Regions from separate parts of the Sus scrofa genome. Here region 1 is linked to region 2. The links are chromatin contacts, called in public HiChIP or PLAC-seq maps. All regions are on one chromosome and are shown on one strand. The core of a region is the stretch at or near the end of the contact, and the rest is flanking DNA. Distances in the headings are between cores, read along the strand shown.

Region 1 (4,492 bases), core at 1,243-3,742, 220 kb before region 2:
GATGGTGAGAGGGAGAGGAGGAGGGTGGTTGGGAGGTTGTCATGGGGCCCACTGTCAAGGTCAGGGGGCTCCAGGATTAAGTCAAACTAGTGGGGACAATACCCAGCCTTGCCCACCACCCCTGCCGATCACAGCAGTCATGAAGGCGGTCCTGCATCCCCAGGGATGGCAGGGGAGCTTGGACCGGACTAAGCCGGTGCTTCCTTCCCTAAGCCAGGGACTCAGGCTCTGAGGCTCATCCCAGCAGGGATTATCGTGCTGGGATTCCAGGTCTCCAACCAGCCTATCAACCCAAAAAAAGAAGTTTGGAATGGACCTGGCTGCTAATTCTTGGACAACCTGCACTCATTCTTGGTTGATGGCCTGTGTGGTCCTTGAAGCTCTATTCTCCCCCACGATGGCCCCAGAAGGGAGTGGGGTTGGCTGGGGTGGAGGCGGGGGCCAAGGGCAGCTCTATCTACCCCCTGCAGCCCCTCAGGCTTCTGCCATGCCCACCCCATGGCACCGTGGACAGAGTTGTGCTGCCCCACGGCAGTAGAATGCCTGAGTCACATGGGACCCCTGCTTTACCCATCTTTCATTTATTCCCAGGAGACTTCTTTCTGGGCAGACCAATCCCAGGAGGTGTTTGGAGGCAGCCACCCTCAGCACAGCCAAGGGCAAGGAAGAGGGCAAGGCACCCGGGCCTGGGGGCTCAGCATGCCGAGGCCTCACAGTTAGCCAGGATGCTCGGGGGCTGGAGTTCAGTTAATCAAACCATTCTGCTTAAATAAGGGCCACTCTCAGCACATTTAAAATTGTAGACTCTTGGAGTTAGAATTTGTTCTAAAAGGGAATCTCATCAATGAGCATTTAATGAATACCATTTAGTGTAAGTCAATCTCTCTACCTTTATATTATCTTAGTTTTTTTTTCCTTTTTCCCTTTTTTCCCCTTTTTTTAGGGCTGCACTCACAGCATACGAAGGTTCCCAGGCTAGGGGTCTAATCAGAGCGACAGCTGCCAGCCTATGCCACAGCCACAGCAATGCAGGATTTGAGCCACGTTTGTGACCTACACCACAGCTCAGGGCAACATCAGATCCTTAACCCACTGAGCGAGGCCAGGGATCTAACCTACAACCTCGTGGTTCCTAGTCGGATTCATTAACCACTGAGCTGGAATGGGAACTCCTGAATGAAAATGGATGACCTTAGAGTGTCCATTTTTTGGTCAAGCACTTTGTCCCTTGTTACCTCATTTGTTTCCTCTAACAACACTGGGAGTATTGTTATTATAGACGTTTTCATTGGAGCGAGGAAGAAACTGGGCTCTGACTGATTAAGCTCCTGGCTTAGCCCTGTGTGGCTAGTGAGTGGCCGGATGGACCTTCCACCAGGCTCTCTGGGGTTTGGCTCCAGGCTTCCCTCTTCTTCATGGGGCTTCTGTGGTGTGGGAAACACCTGGGCAGCTTTGTTTTTGTTTTTGTTTTTGTTTTTCCAGCCAAACCAGATTGCTCTGGTTGCCTCTGTTCCCCACAGTGAGGGCCAACCGCCAGATGCCTCTAAGACGCTGAAGCGAGAGAGGGAGGCCCATGGGTTGCATGGGGGTCTATGACAAAGGCCTATGTAAAAACATTGTCTGCGACTCTTTGTTTGAGCCTCAACTGTGCTTGGCTTGGGGTAGTCAAGTGACCCTCTGGTGTGTCCTTCTGCCTGCCTGTAAACCTCCCCCAGGGGCAGACCCCGAGGAGCACGTCCATAGAGAACCAAGTCACACCTGAGCTCTGCCAGGTGGCCTTGGCTGACCTTGGGGTACCCTTGTCAGTGGAGGAGGTGGGCAGGTGGGCTGTGTACCCATCTGCCAACCCCGCAGGGTGAGCTCAGCATGGTTAAGGAACTCAGAGGAAGGATCTCAAGAATAGAGGAGGGGCAGGGTGGGGTTAGTAGAGGGGGAGCGGGGAGGGATGTGTCACCGAGGAGGTGACATTTGAGCTGGTCTCTGAAGGGTGAGAAATTCACCAGGTGGAGGGAGGCTACTTCTGGCAAGAGAACAGCATGAACAAGGCTCAAAGGTCTTGGAGTATAAAGCAGAGAGGATGGTATGGATGTGAAGGGGTGCGTGTGTCTGTGTGTGTGAGAGAGAGAGATTCAGAGGGACAGACAGAGAAAGAGGCTCCATTTGTGCCACTTTTGTTCATCTAACTTTCTCTGGTCCCTGATTCCCCATGAGCTCCTGTCCTTGGCTCCTGGCCCAGCCTTGACCTCTCTGGGCCTCTCGCTGCTCCCCTGGGCCCAGCGCTCCTGCACTCGAGCCCCCCAGGGCTTCCCTGTTCCCTCGGCAGCTCCTGCCTTGACTTTGTTCTTCCAAAGCCTACCCTAAGCTTGGCTTCCACGAGGACACTTGATCCTGCCCCGTGGCTGGCAGTGGGGCGCGGCCCTCAGAGCAGCTGCGGCAATGGTGTTGACTCCAGATGGAAAGTGTTTCGAGAATTCTGATGTGACATCACACTGTCAGGACATCGTGCTGACCGGAACCCATCTGGGAGTGGCCAGGTGAGGTCATTGCCAGCCGTGGCCCTTGTCCGGGGCTGGCTGGGATCAAGGAGCTTGGCTTGGTGGTTGGGGGTCTAGGACCGAGGGGTGGCACAGGGAGAGGCCCCCCCCCCAGGTGTCCAGGCCATCGCTATAGGGTGGTCGGGAGGCAAACAGATGCACTTCATCCACTTCCTGTGACCTGAGCCCAGAGGAGGCCCCGTGCACATGTGCCCACCTGTGGGCGAGGTCCAGTTTGGCTGCTCTCGGCTCTCCCACCCCACCCTGGGGCCTCTCCTCCCACTAGGCCTCCACCGCCAAAGGGCCATGGGTACCCTGCATGTGGCCTCCTGGGCTCAGCCTCACTCACCCCGCTAAGCCCTGCTCAGCCAGGTGAAGACGGGGCTGTCCCAGCCGCCTGCCCGAGGCTGAAAGGGGAGCCCCACCACAGCTGACATCCGCGCCCGGGCCCGGACCCAGAGCTTGTCCTCAAGGCACCATCTGTTGCCTGCGAGGGCTGAGCGGAGGCTGGCACTGCGGCTCAGAAGGCAGGGCTGGAGAGGGGAGTCACGGTGGTGTGGGGTGCCCCCATTGCTCCACTTCTGCCACCCTTACCCACTCGTGCCAAAGTCCATCGCGGGGCTGAAGAATAAAAGAGTCAGAAGCGGTCAGCCCCCAGCTCGAGGCTGGCTTCGGCTTCCCCCACATCAAGAGCATTCCCTTCTGGGGAAACCAGAGGGCACAGCCAGATGGTCTCCAGCCCAGGCCAGCGTCCAGTTCCAGGCATCACCGTCGTCACTGTGCAATCATGAGACGAGAGCTGGGCACTGGGCCTCAGGCCACAGAACGGGCTGCCTGGGATTGGTGCCCTGGCTGGCTCTCTGTCCCTCCCCAGGAGCAGGTTGTCTGAACACACAGCCGGACACAGTGGGAGACAGCTTGGGGTGGGAACAACCCCTCGGTTGGTCAGGGCCCTCAGGATGGGGACACGTTCACAGGGACTGGGGAACAAGAAAGCCATCTGGGACCTTGGCTGCCTGCTCCTGCCACCTGCCGCTTTGGAAGGGGCCAATGACTGGGGGAAAAGAGAGGAAGGGAAGGTGCAGGGATCTGATGACGAGGAGGGAAAGAGAGAAAGAAGAGAAGAACGTGAGAGGGGAGAAGAGAGAAGGAGGGAGGGTTGGGCTCTAGGCAAAAGAGACCTGGCATAACAGTGGTTTAGACAGGTTGGCACTTTCTCTCTACGGAGAACGGTATGGAGGTTCCTCAAAAACCTGAAAAAAAAGTTACCATATGACCCAGCAGTTCCACTCCTGGGCATTTATCTGGATAAAACCCGAATTCAAAAAGATACCTGCACCCCATGTCCATAGCAGCACTATTTCCGGTAGCTGAGGCGTGGAAACAACCTAAATGTCCATCAACGGAGGAATAAATTGAGAAGACGTGGCATTATATAAACAATGGACAATTACTTAGCCACAAAAAGAATGAAATAATGCCATCTGGAGCAACACAGATGGACCTAGAGATTATCATACTAAGTGAAGTAAGAAAGAGAAAGGCAAATACCATATGAAATCACTTATATATGGAACCTAAAATGTAACACAAATGAACATATCTACGGAAGAGACACAGACTCACAGACATTGAAAACCGACTTGTGGATGCCAAGGAGGAGGGTGGGTGGGGAGGGGTGGACTGGGAGTTTGGGGTTAGCAGATGCAGACTATTATATATAGGATGGATAAACAACAAGGCCTTACTGTATAGCACGGGAACTCTACTCAATATCCTGTGATAAACCATAATGGAAAAGAATATTAAAAAGGATGTATATATATGTATAAATGAATCACTTTGCTGTACAGCAGAAATTAACACAACATTGTCAATCAACAATATTTCATTAAAAAGAAAAAAAAAAGATGGCAGTTTCTCTTACACACAGCCATAGCAGGTGGTCCAGGGCTAGA
Region 2 (4,790 bases), core at 2,080-4,579:
AATGATATCAAGGTTCTGTCTTCTTCCATCTCTCAGCTCTGCCAAATGGCCTCATGCTAAACAAAGCTGTGTCCAAAAGGTAGGAAAGATAGTTACTGAAAGCCTCAGATTCATACCCTTTCAAATGAGCCAGGAGCAGAGTTCCCACTGCAATGAGCTGTGTTAAGAATCTGTAGCAGAAGTTCCCATTGTGGCGCAGTGGAAACAAATCCAACCAGGAACCATGAGGTTGCGGGTTCGATGCCTGGCCACACTCAGTGGGTTAAGGATTCGGCGTTGCCACGAGCTGTGGTGTAGTTCGCAGATGTGGCTAAGATCTGACATTGCTGTGGCCATGGTATTGGCCAGAGGCTACAGTTCTAATTCGACCCCTAACCTGAGAACCTCCATATGCCATGGGTGTGGCCCTAAAAAGACAAAAAGACAAAAAAAAAAAAAAAAAAAAAAAGATTCTGCAGCAACTTGAGTCACTCCAGAGGCATGAGTTCGATCCCTGACCTGTCACAGTGGGTTAAAGGATCCAGTGTTGCCGAGACTACAGCGTAGGTTGCAGCTGCAGCTTGGATTCACTTCCTGGCCTGAGAACTTCCATATGACACCCATAAACATAATAATGATACAAATAAGGTGTTTAAAAATAGCCGTAGCTAAGAGAACATCTCTCTCCCCATATCAGTTTCAGACAATTCCTTGATTGGCCTGTCTTGGGTGGCATGACCATCTTTGTGGCAATGAGGGTGGGGTGCTTTGGCCAGCCTACAATGAGGGTAAGGGATGGACCTGGGGACTATGACTGGTGGCTTTGTAGGAACTAAACAGAGTGGGGTGAAATGATCCGAAGGAAGGGATGCTGGGTAGACAAAACAGGAAAGGGTCACCATAGAAGGGCAGAGAAAATGAAGGCCAAATTGTAGGATAAGGCTTGTGGAGTCACTCTGCACAGGTTCCTAACCACTTCTTCTAAGGGACCTCCAATATAACCCTGAGTTTCCTGATGATGATGAAAGCCAAGAAGGAAACAGGATCAATGATGCAAACCAGATGCTAGCCGAAGTCTCAAGGCCCCGGGCAGCATCAAAGCATGTCTTGAGTTTCCTTCTGTTTCCCTGGAGGCTTCCTTTATCACAGTTCTTGATCCCACAGGAGCTACCTCTCTTCCCCACCACATGGCCCCCAGATGTGAGGCTTATCTTTTCTTTGATGCCTACCAAAGACTCCACTCACATAGGACACACATCGTGGGAGTTCCTGTTGTGGCACAGTGGAAATGAATCCAACTAGTAACCATGAGGTTGCAGGTTCGATCCCTGGCCTCACTCAGTGGGTTAAGGATCCTACATTGCTGTGGCTGTGGTGTAGGCTGGCAGTTACAGATCAGATTCAGGCCCTAGCCTGGGAACTTCCATGGGCTACAGGTGCAGCAGTAAATAGAAAAATAAATAAAATTTTTTAAAAAGGATGGAAACTCTGGGTTCAAACCCTGGCTTTCATATTTAGTAGATGAGAAATTTGTGTTAGTTACTTAACCATTCTTTGCAAGGGCGGGAGACAGACATGAAACAGGTGAGGTACCGCGGCCCCTCGTGGATGTAGCAGCTAGCTCCTGAGCACAGAATGACAACAATGCCCATGGGAGGAGAAAGGGCACAGAGCAGCCATGTCTGCTCCAGACTGAGGAGAAGTGGTACCGATTTTCCAGGAGAGGCACGGTGTGTGCGCACAGGGTGTTGTCTGGAGCTGGTAGTGGGTGATATGGGTGCTAGCAAGAGGGGGTAAAGTCGCTCAGAGCACTTTATTGGAGCAGAGTAAAGGGCGATTGGGCCTGAGGATGTAGATCAGAGATGAAGATCAGAGATGCTTTCTAACTGGAGGGAGGGCACAGAACAGCATTTTTTTTTAGGGCCGCACCCTTGGCATATGGAAGTTCCCAGGCTAGGGCTCACATTGGAGCTGCACCCACTGGCCCTCACCACAGCCACAGCAACACAGGATCCGAGTTATGTCTGCAACCTACACCATAGCTCACAGCAACACCAGTGGATCCTCAACCTACTGAGCAGGGCCAGGGATTGGATCCGCATCCTCATGGATACTAGTCAGGCTTGTTACCGCTGAGCCACAATAGGAACTCCCAGATTGGCATTTTAAATAGGCCAGCATGTGTGGGATGGTGGTGGAGTGGGGTGGGGGAGGATAAGGGAAGCTGGTTGGGCATCTGTTCTCTAGAAAGATCCCATTCAGATTTCAACATGCCAGGGCATGCGTTCCGAGGGAACTAGATGGGCTGAGTGTGCCTGGCTGTGGTTAAGAGAGGAGAAGTCCCCCCCCTCCAACCCTAAGCACAAGCTAAGCACAAGCTCCTGGCATGTTCCATCCCCTTCAGTTCACCCTGTGAGGGTGTGATGGCCCAAGACAGAGCCTGCAGGCCAGGAGAGGCCAGGGGCCTGCCTACGTGAGGGAAGGATCAAGCCACATGGCCCTGAGCTTTGGAAAAATCTCCAGAGCTTTGGATGAAGTACGTGACCTTCCCAGGAAACCTGAGAGGCGGCTGCTGATAAGCCTGGAGCTTTCTTGCAGCAGAACGTGTGCTCCTGAAGTTTCACCTGATCCTGAGAAAGAAACTAACCCGAGAGCCACATAAGCCTGGGCAGGGCTGTGGTTCTTTCCGCTCAGAAAAAAATGTGTTTGGACAACTGAGAATACTGGAACCACTGGGGTAGCTTGCAGGCTCTCTGTACCCAAAAGAGCAAGTGGCCCAGGAAAGCAGCCCTCCTGCTTCTTGGGAAATAATAGAGCAAAAAGCTGTGACATCAAAGAAAAGAAGGAAAAGGGCTTCATTCTGCAGGAGCCAAGAGTGAGCTGGGTCACCTAAGCACACCTGCCTGCCTCTCGTGTTCCTGATAGCATCTCTGCCACCTTCTGAGGGCACAACCTTCCTTTTGCTGAATCTGTCCTGCCCCAATCTGGTGTTTTCTCTCAAGCCAAGTAATCTGAGCCGACCTCCAGAGACCCCTGGGGCCATACCACACTTGGGCTCATCCCACCCTCTCATCCCCTTGGCCATTCCTCCGGACACTGGGCATCAGTGACCAGGGATGTGCCTGGGGTGAGCCTGGTGGCACCTCTGTCACTTGGTGGCTCAAGCCTAGGGACGTCCCTCTCCAGAGCTGGCTGTGCGAAGACAGCTGTTTGTGATGAGCAGCTTGTGGCAACAGACGTTTCCTCTCTTGAGTCTCTGGTTTATTCCAAGGCGCCAAGCACAGAGCCAGGCGTGGGGGGATTGTCTCAAGCATGCTGGGTGGAATGTGGTGTTTGCCACAGAGCGTGACCATCTGTTTGGGTGGAGCCCCTGCCTCAGCTCCGGGGAAAGCGCCCCCCTTGGCAGTGGGGTGAGGTCATTTGGTGGGGGCTGGGCTCTGAGGCCAGGGCTGGTGGAACCCTTGGATATGTGATGAGGAACCAAGAAAAGGAAAGAAAGTGGCTTCTCCTTCCTTCCTGTTTCCTCTTCTGTTCCCTTCTACTCTCCACGGACTCACACTTCTGAAGGGCTTTCATCCTCTTCCACAAACAGCTCAGAGATTTCCTGGCCAATCTGTCAGTTCTTCCTCTGGACACAGGCAAGGAACTCCTGGTGTCCATGGTAACAGCACCGCTTTAGATCCCAGACGAAAACCCAAGACATCCTCTAATAAATGACTACTGAGGAGTTCCCCTTGTGGCTCAGTGGGTTATACACCCAACTAGAATCCATGAGGATGTGTGTTCAATCCCTGGCCTCGATCAGTGGGTTCAGGATCTGGCGTTGCCATGAGCTGTGGTGTAAGTCACAGATGCAACTCAGCTCCCACGTTGCTGTGGCTCTGGTGTAGGCCAGCGACTACAGCTCCAATTCGACCCCTAGCCTGGGAACCTCCATAGGCCAAGGGCATGGCCCGGAAAAAAAAAAAAAAAGATTGCTGATTCTTGCCCTCATTTTTTTTTAAATCTCATGTAATTATTTTTTATATTAGTTCGAAAAGTTGAGCAATGTTTGTTTTTTTGTTTTTTCCCCGCTGTACAGCATGGCGATCAAGTTACTCTTACATGTATACATTTTTTTCCCCACCTTTTGTTCTGTTGCCATATGACTATCTAGACATAGTTCTCAATGCTATTCAGCAGGATTTCCTTGTAAATCTATTCTAGATTGTATCTGATAACCCCAAGCTCCCGATCCCTCCCACTTCCTCCCTCCCCGTCGGGCAGCCACAAGTCTATTCTCCAAGTCCATGATTTTCTTTTCTGTGGAGATGTTCATTTGCGCTGGATATTAGATACCAGATATGCGTGATATCGTATGGTATTTGTCTTTGTCTTTCTGACTCATTTCACTCAGTATGAGAGTCTCTCGTTCCATCCATGTTGCTGCAAATGGCATTATGTCATTCTTTTTAATGGCTGAGTAGTATTCCATTGTGTATATATACCACATCTTCCTAATCCAATCATCTGTTGATGGACATTTGGCTTGTTTCCATGTCCTGGCTATTGTGAACAGTGCTGCAATGAACATGCGGGTTCTTGCCCTCAATTTTGTGCCTGGTAATCTGACCCCAAGGGACCACCCAGTTCTCACCCAGAACACAGACCACAGCTCCGACACTCTGGAAGCCCCAGGAGACATGGAAGGGTGATAAAAACAGGCACCTGTCTAGAGCCCCTCTGTGTATGAGACTCTACCCTCACAGAGTTTCTCCCATTTCCAATGGCTGCCCTCCGAGATGGTGTTGTCACAATTTTAAGAATGAAGA

Evidence for each region. HiChIP or PLAC-seq counts read pairs in DNA pulled down with a chosen protein or histone mark.
Region 1: an H3K27ac HiChIP or PLAC-seq map of skeletal muscle shows a contact between it and region 2, with 2.8 times the contacts expected there. The contact joins two enhancer-like sites. A contact is called at or near these places in 1 of 47 Hi-C or Micro-C datasets (liver) and 1 of 2 datasets of contacts at active chromatin or transcription factors (skeletal muscle).

Annotation. Positions count from the first base shown.
Region 1 is chr3:59,022,626-59,027,117 of Sscrofa11.1, reverse strand. No RefSeq gene overlaps it. Among named protein-coding and RNA genes, the nearest start is that of ATOH8, 23 kb to the right of the region's middle. Within about 2 kb of position 2,492, at least 14 of the 83 cell types and tissues checked have an H3K27ac peak or open chromatin away from gene starts, as enhancers often do. A contact at or near this core is called in skeletal muscle, where this site is marked.
Region 2 is chr3:58,805,545-58,810,334 of Sscrofa11.1, reverse strand. No RefSeq gene overlaps it. Among named protein-coding and RNA genes, the nearest start is that of ST3GAL5, 55 kb to the left of the region's middle. Within about 2 kb of position 3,329, at least 13 of the 83 cell types and tissues checked have an H3K27ac peak or open chromatin away from gene starts, as enhancers often do. A contact at or near this core is called in skeletal muscle, where this site is marked.